Linked DNA regions of Macaca mulatta: region 2 is linked to region 1. A link is a contact called in public Hi-C data. All regions are on one chromosome and are shown on one strand. The core of a region is the stretch at or near the end of the contact, and the rest is flanking DNA. Distances in the headings are between cores, read along the strand shown. Region 1 has its middle 100 kb from the start of NABP1. Region 2 holds the start of NABP1 (nucleic acid binding protein 1).

Region 1 (5,764 bases), core at 2,263-4,762:
TAAGGCCCAACTCAGGAACAGCTGTAACCTTTATCTATTTGCATGTGGGCTAGTTGAAAAACATTGACAGCATTCTTGTAAATCTCAAGGCTGGGTTAATCTGAGACAAAATGGGGAAGTCAAGTTCTGCTTCCTTTATCCCCCACCTTAAACTCAGTGTCTAAAACTAAATGAGAAAACCAGCATCTCCTCAAATGTTTCCTCTTCTAGGTATTTGCCACCACAATCTTACCATCTGTCCTGACCGGAGATTTGGGATTCATCCTTATTAGAACTCCTTAATCAAACAAATACATTCATGTGGTCACTGTGGTGAGTTAAATGGTACCCTCCATGTTCTAATCCCAAACTTGTTAATAGAACCTTATTTGGGAAAAGGGTCATTGAGTTAAGGATCTTGGGATGAGATCATTCTGGATTATCTGGATAGTCCCTAAATCCAGTGACAAGCATCCTTATAAGAGAAAGACAGAAAGAGATTTCACATGGAAAGAAGACGGAGAAAAGGAGAAGGTCATGTGAAGAAAGATGAGGCAAAGGTTAGAGTTACTCAGCTATAAGCCAAGGCAGACTTAGAGTCTCACAGGAAGCTGAAGAGGCGAGAAAGGATTCTCACCCAGGTCCTTTAAAGGAGCATGGCTTTGCTCGCACCTTCATTTCAGACTTCTGGCTTCCAGAACTAGGAAAGAATAAATTTCTGTTGTTTTAGGCCCCATGTTGGGGGTAATTTGTTGTGACAGCACTGGGAAACTAACATAGTCACCAAATCCTCCTGAGACTACCTTTTTAATATCTCTGAATCCATCCTTTTCCCCTCGCTTTTATGCCACTGATATGACTCAGACTACCATTACATTCCACACATATTTTAATTGATAGAAAAGGAAGTTGATGGGTAGAGCCAAGACAACCTTCTGATCTGAGTTTTATGAGGGCCTGGTCTTAATTACTCTATGCTTTGGATCCACTATCTGTTCACACTGAGCACTTCTAGAAATGGGGAAACAATGACATACTTCATTATTATCATCAACTAACTTCTGCTCCACACCTGACAATTACACCATGCAGCAGAAACATACATAGTTACATTTTCCAGAGTTTGAAAAACTGCAGCTATTTCTCATCTACCCCTTGAAGAAGGAAAACAAGTTGCTTCATTTTTGCACACATCTTTCTGATACTGCAGCAGTGTGCTGGAGAACACAGACCTCTCACGAATCTAAATATTTCTTCCTTCTCCTTGGACTAAGGAAAAGCTATGGCAGAAAAAGAACTCCATTGCTCTGTGGGATTAACCAGATTAAACCCTGAGCTGACTGATTGGAAGGAGACGTCAACAAAGGCTTTCAGGCAGAGACAGCAATAATTCCATCTCTAAGATTGATAAATAGTTGTTCGGTACCTAGAGGAATGTTTTTGAATTATTCTGAGCTTTAATGCCTACAAAAAAAATTTCTCTTTCCACTAAGGCAGGTGCCCATCGGCAGATGTTCCAGCAACTGTACCACTCTACAAAGTATAGAGATCCAGTCCCCTGGGGCTAATGAGGTTATTGATTCCTAAGAACTATCTGGCTTCAGGCAAACTACCTACTCCCAGAGACTGAAATCTATGCCAGTGTGAATATTGTAGTCTGTTTTCCCACTGGTGTACCGCAATTTCAATAGTCGTAACCTATAATGTAGGAATTTAACAAATACCATATCAATGGGTTGCTAATTACAGATTATAGGCAACGATGTCAAGAATAACCTCCTTAAACCTTCCCCAAGCACTAGGACGCTCAGAATTTCCCTCGATGCCTGTTTACACACTTTTAGAGTCTAATACTTTATCTCTTCCTCTCAATATGATTCATCTCCACCCTGACACTATAATAATAAGACTAAAAATATTACAGCATATCAAATTTGGAGCGAGGCAGTGAGAAAATCTGGGAGAAGTTTCCACTGGAAGCCTCTTCTGTTCATGTCTATCACAGCTTCTCATTACCTGAGAACGGAAATCACAATGAATGTTTCTGCCGTGAAGAAGTGCAAGAAATAAGAAACTGGAATGTAAAAAAGACAGTGTTTTTGATTATATATAATTTGGGTGAGTATAGAAATAGACCATGGAGGAACATGTAGATGTGCATAAACATAGACATACATTTTGGCAAAATTAAATTGCATTGTCACAGAAGTGTGACCATAAAGTAATAAGATTAGTTTCCTTGTCAAACTTGCGGAAATCATTTGTCATTCTGTATATATATGTATTCTATAATTGTGTTTCAAATGTAGCAACCCTTAAGTACCTGGTCTCACAAATACACTGGAGTCTATTCTCAATTCTACATTCACCCAGTTAGATTTATGACTCTCATAAATAATCCAAAGATTCAGGGTCCATGATTAGAATGGACCCATAGACAAATTAGGTAGACATGAGGCATTAGGGCAAAACACATAGGCCCACCCTAATTGAGTAGGCAGCTACCACTCTCCATTCTAATGAACCAGTTTTAGCTGTACTAGAAAAGTCCTCTTGTCAATAGAAGAAGTCCCAAAATTTCCATCATCTGCATGCCTGACACCCACATGGCTGACATGCCTTTAACTACCATTTATGGACGAGGTACTTTATATGCCTAATCTCTAATCCCTATAGCCACTCACAAATGTGCACATTACTATCATCATTACTATTTAACACATGAGAAAATAGGCTCATAAAGGTTAAATGACTCGCCTAAGGGCCCACAAGTGATGAGTGGATGAACATAGATTAGAACTTCTAATTACCAATCTTCTGTCTTATTTCCAAGCTTTGTGACTCAAAGACAAAGCTTGTCATGCCACAATTAATGTTCAAATGCAAATGTAGACAGCATAAGATAGTAAGACTCTGTGTAACTCACACTGAGGATCCAATGAGGAGAGCAGTGGAGCCCCCATACGTGGTAAGAGTGTGGAAAGAAAAGGTTGCAGAGAAGTGAGTCTGAGGGTCTTAGGGACACAGTGTGCCTTCTCACAATTCTACCCAGGGGGGCGACTGAATTCTGCCTTGTCTTCTTTTATCTCATGAGGCAAAAGCTCACTTTCATTCTGGGCTTCAAAGGTAGCCAGCACATTTGAATTACCCAATTTGTCATAAAATATTGTTAGGAAAATGCCAAAACTGTCAAAGATGAATTAAATTTTTCTGACAGCTTGAGTTGGACTCATGTCCCTTCTTTCATTTGATATGTTACTGCTTGGTTTTTCACAATCTTGATATCCGTACTTAGAAACAACATTCTCAGACACCAGATATCAAGGAAGGGTTCAGGCCCTACTGCCTGAGTTCAAATTTTCAGAGTTTGGAGGAAGGCAGCCCAAGGGTCACTGGAATTATAATAACTAAAGGGAAAAAATATATACCAAGTTAGGTTTATGGCTTCCTCCCTAACTACCCAAGGGACAGAGATAGGGAGTAAGATAACTAGATGACATTTTTTGTCATTGTTCTTCCTAAAGGTCAACATTTCTTCAGATCTGGTTAAATTTTCAGCATTCTTACCTCTGCATGTTCTGTCCAGCCCCTCCTATTGCTATAATTTTGAGGAAGTCACTGAGAGAAAGTGCTGACTCATAAAATTACTGACTGGAAGCCAGTAAGTGACAGCACTTACAGGCAAGGTTGTATTAAAAAATGTAATGAAGTCAAGAAATTTCTCTGGGGGCTTTGGCTTTTTACTGAAGTAAAATAATTTTCCCACACCTTTGTTGTCTCACTTTGTTGCTTTTCATATTTGCAACTTTGATGACCAGAAAAAAAAACCCACAAAAAACCCAAAACAAACCAAAACAAAAACAAGCAGAGGAAGAAAGAAGGGAGGAGGGGGGTGGGGAGAGAGAGAAAGAGAAAGAAATACGTGCATTAAAGAAAGGATTTGTTATCAGTGCCCTCTTCTGGAAACACATGAAAGTAGCTTGGAATCGAGCTGTAGCATTTCTTTGAGGAGAAGGCAAAGAGATTTATGCTGGCAGACAGTGTCAGGCTTCCATGTGTCTGATGTTATTTGGGGTTGACATAATGAAGTAGAAAGAGCCCTAAACTTAGAAATCAAAAATTGTGGATTTAAATCCAGCCTTTGCTCCTAACCTTCTACAACCTCAATATTTAAATCATTTGGTGTTTTCAGTAGGGTAGACCATATATCTGGATTAGAATCACCAGAGGCTTTTGCTAAAAGTGCAGAATCCCAGGATTCACTCCATCATTGGAATCAAATGGCAGGAAGAGGTATGAATCTCAATTTTAAACAATTTCCAGGGAAATTCTTAAGTAGTGTTCTGGCTTCGGTTATCTAATCTGTAGGTCGATAACTACAGAAAACTGATGATTTTCTTAGATTAAGTGACATATAACGCCCCTTACACATCTAACGCTTCATGATCTTATAAAACAAAACAGAAGGAATGATTCCTCAATGGATTAACAAATTGTGATAGGCCCATACTTTTACTCCTCAGGAGTAAAAAGGAATGAATTATTGATACATGCAGCAACATGCATGAATCTCAAAATATTTATGCTAGGTGAAAGAAATCGGACACGAAGAGATTATTCCATTTTCATAAAATCCTAGAAACTGCAGAGTAATCTATACTCACAGAAAGCAGACTGGGGATAGGGGCAAAAAGAAGGAGGTTTTACAAAGGGGGCAACTATGAAACTTTAGGGGTGAAGGAAATGTTTATTATCTTGACTGAGGTGGTGGTTTCCTGGGTAAGCACATATGTCAAAACTTGTGAAACTGTACACTACATCTCTGCCATTTACTATAAATCACTTACCTCAACAAAGTTGAAAAAGAAAGAAAAGAAAACAAAGAAGGGAAAGGAAGGAAGGAAGGAAGGAAGGAAGGAAGGAAGGAAGGAAGGAAGGAAGGAAGGACGGATGGAGGGAAGGGAGAAAGAGAGAGAGAAAGAGAGAAAGGAGAAGGAAGGAAGGGAAGGAAGGAGGGAAGGGAAGGAAAGGGAAGGGAAGGGAAGGGAGGAAATGGACTAGGATCTTGGGGAAGTTTGGATATCCATCTTCCTGGATATCCAAGATTTCCTTTCCACCTGTAGCAGACAGGAATCTTTCCTGAGTTAGCGGACAGGAAGAGTGAGCGTCCCTGGACTGAGAGCAGGGAGGCTTTGTTAAACAGGGAAGGATCTGCGGGCATCCTAAATCGCTCCACTTCAAAGGCCGGAGAAGCAATTTGGAAGCTGCAAGAGCAGAGCTTGTGCAGTGGTCTGCATAAGCTGCAAGCCAGAAGCCTCTGCCTGCCACCCAATCCATTCACAGCATTGTGGATACTCCCCACCTGTCTCCCTGTTTTGTTGCAGAGCTGGGTAGTGCCTGGATCAGTCCTCATGTTCATCACATTCAGCCCAGGCTGGCATCAGGGCTTTGGAGGCTGTATCATTGGAAAGGCAGTGTCTGTTTAAAATTACCTTGCTAGGCCAGGCACGGTAGCTCACTCTTGTAATCCCAGCACTTTGGGAGGCTGAGATGGGAGGTTCACTTGAAGCCAAGAGTTCAAGACCAGTCTGGTCAACAGAATGAGACCCCCATCTCTACAAAAACACAAAAATAAAAATAAATTAGCCGGGCCTGGTGGTACACACATGTAGTCCCATCTTCTCAGGAGGCTGAAGCGGGAGGATCGATTGAGCCCAAGAGTTCAAGCCTACAGTGGGCTGTGAGGGCACCACTGCACTCCAGCCTGGGCAACACAGCAAGATCC
Region 2 (6,387 bases), core at 2,273-4,772, 110 kb before region 1:
TGTCAGACATCCTTTCCACATGGATGCATACCTAGAGAGAAAAGAAACATTATTTCTTTAGAAATATATTTATTTTCTTCTATTTAAATCAAGTAAATCGTCACACTATATATTTTTTGTATTAAGGTAGAAGTGAGGATCAAGCCCTCTCTATCCACCATAGTAAATCAAATACAATAAATCTAACTTTGATAACTTGCTATTTACAAAAGAATACAAAAATTCTGTTGAATTTTGACATAATTATATAAATCATAACAAACCCTGGAAAATAAGTCTTTTTGCAAAGCAAGCATTATTATACCTGATGATCACATCTTTAGTCAATCAACAAAAGAAAAGCTTTTAATTGCAGACATTTAAACAGAAACTATTTTTCAGCCACAGGATATGTAAAATCACCCTAATGTTTCCTTTACAGTCTAGTCAAATAATGATATGTTTTTCCTTCTGCCTCCATAAAAGACACAGGATTTCTAAGCTACCGAAGATCTGGTAGAATTTTAAAGTGCTAAAAAAAAAAAAACTAAGGTCACAAATCTTTCACCTATCTGCCTTTCCAAACATGCAATTTTTAATACCACACTGGGTTTGTAGTAAACGAGCTGGCAATTGTTTACTCCGAACAATTTTGAAAGTAGACAGCATCGTTAAATAAAATAATCCTAGATAGAGAAACGGTAAATTAATATTATAAAATCAATCCAAGGTTTGGTTCTCAATGGTTCTTTGTACAACTACTATGGTTACTTCTTGACTTTAACTTATTATACAGTTCTCTTAATTTTAATAAGGGTTATTTATTAAAGACACCATTCACCACTCTTAAGTTATACAAAGTGTGGCTTAGGAGATAGTGCATTAACATTTCACCTTACTAAAATAAAAATTAATGCATATTTTGAGAAAAAATTTGGTTACAATTAAAATATTTAACATTCACTTTAAGAAATGAGAACACTGAGGTGTTTTCAGGATATTCTGATAAACATGTTGATATTTGAACCAACCATTATTTAGATTTTAGGTATGTTTTTCTTCAAAAGCCATTTTTCTTAGATTCAACCAGAATTTAAGGGCCTTAGAATGGGCCAAACTCCAAGCTGAGTGTGTTATTTTGGTAAATAAAGTATAATTATTCCCATTTCACAGAAGAGGAAGCTGAAGTATGAGGTGTAGTAACTTCTCAAGGTCATACTGTAGTAAAGAGTTTCTTTAGTTTTTAATTTTCGTTTAAATTGTACTCCCAGGTAACTGTTCCCCTTAAAATTCTATAGATACCTAACTAATAAGTTTAATTTTCCAATAATTTTTTTGATGGAAACACCTATGACTGTCACTACAGAACATGAAATACTTGAAATAAGATGCTGTTTTTAGCATAAAAAATACTTTCAATCATTGGGTGAAAAATATTTGGGGAGCCAAAAACTCCAATTATACTAATCAATCCTCACCATACATCCCTAAGTAGGAATTCTCTTTTGTTTTTTAAAGATGTGGAAGTTTAAAAAACATAGTTACTGTCATGAGTCAGTGTTATGAGAAGAAAATGTCTAAGTCCTGACTCTCACTTCCTGCTTTGATGACACTTTACCTCACTTCCTGAAGATGTTGTAAGCCTGTAAGGTAACATCAAGGAGCTCTAAACTCCTACTCAGTGCTTTCCAATACTTCTAAGATTCTACTTATTAGGCCAACATCAATCTCCACCACTTTCCCTGCAGTTATGATAAATTATTACAATTTTATTGATCTCAAAAGCTTCCAAATTCTGTTTCCAAGATCCTTTTCTGACCTTTTATCTTCCTAAGATAAAAATTTGGTAAATCTCTACAAGCAATCTACTTTTTTAAAAAAAAGTTGTACTATTTTTTAAAGCCACCAATCTGCCAATTGACTCTTTTGGATGAAGGTATTGCGGATGTCTTTCTGTCAAACATTTTCTGTGTATCCCTTTGGTTTTTGAACAACATCCACCTTACAACAGAAGACACAAGAAATCATTTTGGAGAATCAGCCTTCCAGATACTGTAAAGTTTCCCTCTTTTTCCAAGTACAAATTTGACATATCACAGAAAACGCTAAATCCTTTACCTATAAGTTTATGTCCACATTGTCTAAATAACATAAGTAAAATATTGGCCAGGATTTCAAGTCATTAAAAATGGAGGAGGGGTGGGAAACAACTGAGTGGCAACTATACTAAAGAAAACAACTTATAAAAAAGAAAAAATATGGACTATATCAGTCTCCTAAAAAGACTCATTGACTCTGAATAGAATTAAAAATCTATGCCGGGCGTGGTGGCTCACGCCTGTAATCCCAGCACTTTGGAAGGTGGGGGCGGGCGGATCACCTGAGGTCAGGAGTTGGAGACCAGCCTGGGCAACACGCTGAAACCCCATCTCTACTAAAAATACAAAACTTAGCTGGGCGTGGTGGCACACGCCTGTAGTCCCAGCTACTTAGGAGGCTGAGGCACGAGAATCTGTTGCTTGAACCCGGGAGACAGAGGCTGCAGCGAGGAGAGAGAGCGCCACTGCACTCCAGCCTGGCGAAAGAGCGAGACTCCGTCTCAAGAAAAAAAAAAATTTAAAAATCTGCTTAACCTGTAAACCGGGGTGTAGGCGCGGATTTCCCAGCTGAAACCGACTGCCTTTCACCGCAAAGGTGTGTTACATCCTAGCGCTGCCCACCATCCAAAGTTAACACCAAAGGGGCTCAAAACTCCTCAGAGTGGCCCACAGAAAAGGCCGGGGACTTCAGGTCTTGCCAAGATCCCGGGAGCCGGCCAATCCCGATTCTGCAGACTGTTACTTCCCCGACTTTTTTGCACACCTACCCTCTGGTCAACCGAATAATATCCCCTGGCTGTATAAGACCTCCGATCTCATCCCACACGGAAATAGTGATGCTGCCCGTTTTATCTGCTACTTTGCACGATCTCACTTCATGGCCGTCTTTGGTTTTGGTCACGCGTCCTGTGAGGATTTAAAAATCAAAGGGAGGGGGTGTTAGATAATGAGGACATCCAGAAAGGCTAACTCCTCCTCCGGTATTTTAATACATCTGGAAGGTGGAAAGTGACCAAGCCCAGGGCTCCCGCCTCAGGTAGGATCCGATCTCCGGCGGAGGCCACTGGAGCCACGTGGGTGGGGGAGGGGAAGGAGGGGGAGGGGAGCCCCGGGCGCGCAGAGGCGGCGCCCCTGTCTCCCGCCCCGGGACGCACAGCGGGCGGTGGAGTGGGCTGCAAACCCCACTTACCTATCTCCAGGACAATAAAGACGACATTTAAGTTTTTCAGTCCGGGCTTAATATCTCTTATAAAAATAAGTGGGTCGTTGACCCTATTCATATTGGGGCAGGTGCGGCTACGGCTGCGGAGACGCGAGTGGGCAGGGCGGGGTCAAAGCTTCCCACCCTCCCGGGACAGGGGCGAGGGCAGAGGGGCGACCTTGGGCAGGGGTGGCGACAGAAGGGGCAGAAAGCGGTTAGTCAGGGACCGGGGAAACCAGCCCGGACAGCACTGAGCCTAAAAAAAGAAAAAGAAAAAAAGGGCTCACAAGTTCTAAAGAAAAAAGGCGAACCACTCCGCAAACCAACCCCGCTCCCAACCGGGCGACAGGACGGCAAGCGTGCTAACTGCCCCGTTCTTTGGATAAAAGGAAAAAAAAAACGCAGTGAGGGGACACTTCTGCCCTGAGTCCCGCTCACTCACACGGGCGCGCGCCCAGCCTGTCCCGGGCTCCGGGAAGGAACGGGTTGTGACAGCGAAACGGGAGCGGAGACAGAACACCGCACGCCCAGCGTCCCAAACAGCGACTGATGAACACGCCCGCGCGCCGGCAGGACCCTCGGCCCGCCCCGCCCCTTTGTGACGTCACGCTGCGTCGGCACGCCTGCTGCCACGCCCGCCTGGTGCGGGGGAGGGGAAGCGAAGAGGCGGGACCCAGCCGCCGCTGCCCGCAGAGCTTCCCTCGCTCCTCTCCGGGGGCTGTCAGCGCGGGCTCCGCCCCCTCGTCCTTCCAATCGCTCTCGGCCCCGCCTCCCCCGCCCGCCCGCTCTCCGCCCACTTCAGCTGTTGCGGCGGAGTGGCAGTTCTGTGCCGCCTCGCTTTCGTGCTGAGGTCTTCTGCCACTCACTGTCCGACTTTGGGGTTTTCTTGCCTTTTTTCTCTCAGAGTTGAGCCCCTACCCGGGCCCTTTAGTCCCTCGGTCACGAGGAACGGTGGAGTTTAGAACCTGTGAGTACGTTAGATAGTTCGCAGTCGAGTAAGAACAGAGTTCGGGCAAGGGCGGCTGGTCCGGGACCAAGGGAAAACACGCTGGCATGGTGATAAGGTCAGTGGCTACCAGGCTGGAAGTTTAGCACCAGAAGGGAATTTGGGGATCAATTCAACCGCCTCATTTCAGGCATACTTAAATTGAAACCCAGAAAGGTGAGGTAATTTGCAGAAGGTCACCCAGCAGCCCCTGAGCAGGCAGGACTGCAACACAAATGTCGAACGTGGCCTTCCACTGTGTAATACTAAGCAAATAGACACGTAAATTCCTTTGTAGACTTCTCATCTTTCCTTACGCCCTGCCTCTCATATTACACACCTTCCCCATTTTGCCTTTCTTCTTTTACTTTGCACTTGTTTTTGTACATCTAAAAGGAATTAATTATTCAACAGCAGTGGGAACCCTTGAAACATAATCTGGGGGAAAAAATCAATAAAGTTTTCTTTATGTCGCGTAGTTCTAAAGAGCATGTGCTTTAGAGACAAACCTGGGCTCCAGTTATTTACTTGTGAGACCTTTAGGTCAATTGGCTTTTATTACAGCTTTTTAACCATAATAAAATGGGGATCCCTGCCTCGCAGAAGGTTGATTAAATGGATCATAAATTGTCCAACTAGTGCCTAGCAAATAGTACATACTCGGTATTTTCCCCTTTTTAATCCCCGTTTTACAGGCGATGGAACTTACCAGAGACCAGATAGCTAGAGAATGGCTGAACTGGGTTTTGAATCTAGTAAATCTTGACCCCAGAGCTCTCCAGCCTAAAGGTAATGTATAGACTTAGCTTGCAGTGGTGTAATTATAAGAGTCAAAAACAGACTGAAGAAATAAAATAGCAGGATAAAGTAGTGGGGCATTAAAGAATCATCTAGTTAACTCTTGGTGGTGGTAGCAGAAATGTTGGGAAAAGTGTCAGAAGCCTTAATTTTTTCCCTATTTTTATGAGTATTTTTAGATCAACCACCACTTCCCAAATATTTGCACACAAGCAGCATAGATATTATAGCCCTAGAAAGAGTTGCAAAAATTGTCACAACGTTAGCAAGAGAGTCTAGGCATTTTTAAGGAAACAGAAGCTTCCATTTCATGAACTAATAAAGCCCAAGGTGCCAAAGACACTGATGTCATACTGGAAAGTGGTGTAAAATAAAATTATAAGCATGATTTCAACATCAAATAAAACAAATGATGAAACATGCCAGTTAATGGCAGAACCAGTGTCCAACCTCAATCCCAATCCAGATCAGAAGGTCTGATTCTACCATGGTTATCTGGCAGGACTTGACACTTCAATTGGATTGTACTCAAAGCTGTATTTTCTTACACAGGCAAAATATTCTCACAGAAGCAATATTTAAGGCAGAGCTCTTTTCTTTTCTTTTCTTTTTTTTTTTTTTTTTTAAGGTTTGACAAGATCTTCAAGAGATTAAGAATAGACAGGAAACCAATTAAGAATGTTAAGAGTTATGGCCAAGAGTTTGGATAAAGGAAGTTTGCCACTCAACTCTCAATCATTTGCCCCCAGAAAAGGGATTAGGTTGGGCTATTCAGACTAACTGTATGGACATTTTATAAAAAGGAATCAGAAGCAGAAAATCAAGCCCCACAAAAGCAGAAGTTGGTGCTCCAAGCTGTGGCTCCGCCCTTCCCTTCCTCCACAGGAGAGAACTCAGCTGAACACCTACTTCCTTCCCTACCAACTCAGCAGTTCTCAGAAAGGAAATGGCAACCATATGCTTTCTCATTAACCAAAACGAAAGGCAGCCTTGAAAAACAAGATGTTCTGGACAATACAGAAACCCTTCGGCCCAGGCTAGTTGGTTTCAGCTACCGCTAAATCACTCCCAAAGGTGTGGTTAATAAAAAGAAAAAGGAGAGGTCAAGAAGAACAATTATTGCTATGCAGGTATCTTATATTACCATTCAGTGAAATAGATCTGCCACTCATTCTACTCATTTAGGTCATAATGATTGTATTACTCATTCTTTAATACATTCACAAGATTACTTCACGGTCTTCTTTTCTCTAAGGCTGTTGTTCTTCAAGCCTCCATTTTTCACAGCCTAAACATAAGCTTACTCTGAGATAATGGACTCTTCC

The links. Hi-C and Micro-C count contacts between places; a contact is called where the count stands out from the background.
Region 2: a contact with region 1 is called in a Hi-C map of blood, with 6 times the contacts expected there. The contact joins the promoter of NABP1 here to the enhancer-like site in region 1. A contact is called at or near these places in 5 of 14 Hi-C or Micro-C datasets (CD4 T cells, blood, cortical neurons and 2 more).

What each region holds. Positions count from the first base shown.
Region 1 is chr12:96,624,424-96,630,187 of T2T-MMU8v2.0, reverse strand. No RefSeq gene overlaps it. Among named protein-coding and RNA genes, the nearest start is that of NABP1, 100 kb to the left of the region's middle. Within about 2 kb of position 3,512, at least 2 of the 40 cell types and tissues checked have an H3K27ac peak or open chromatin away from gene starts, as enhancers often do. A contact at or near this core is called in blood, where this site is marked.
Region 2 is chr12:96,728,904-96,735,290 of T2T-MMU8v2.0, reverse strand. It overlaps NABP1 (nucleic acid binding protein 1), which reads right to left and starts at 3,522. Exons shown (of 6, transcript NM_001261728.1): 1 at 3,268-3,522; 2 at 2,846-2,984; 3 at 1-31. The coding sequence starts at 3,358. LOC106992676 (a long non-coding RNA gene) reads left to right here and starts at 4,116. Exons shown (of 4, transcript XR_003721361.2): 1 at 4,116-4,343.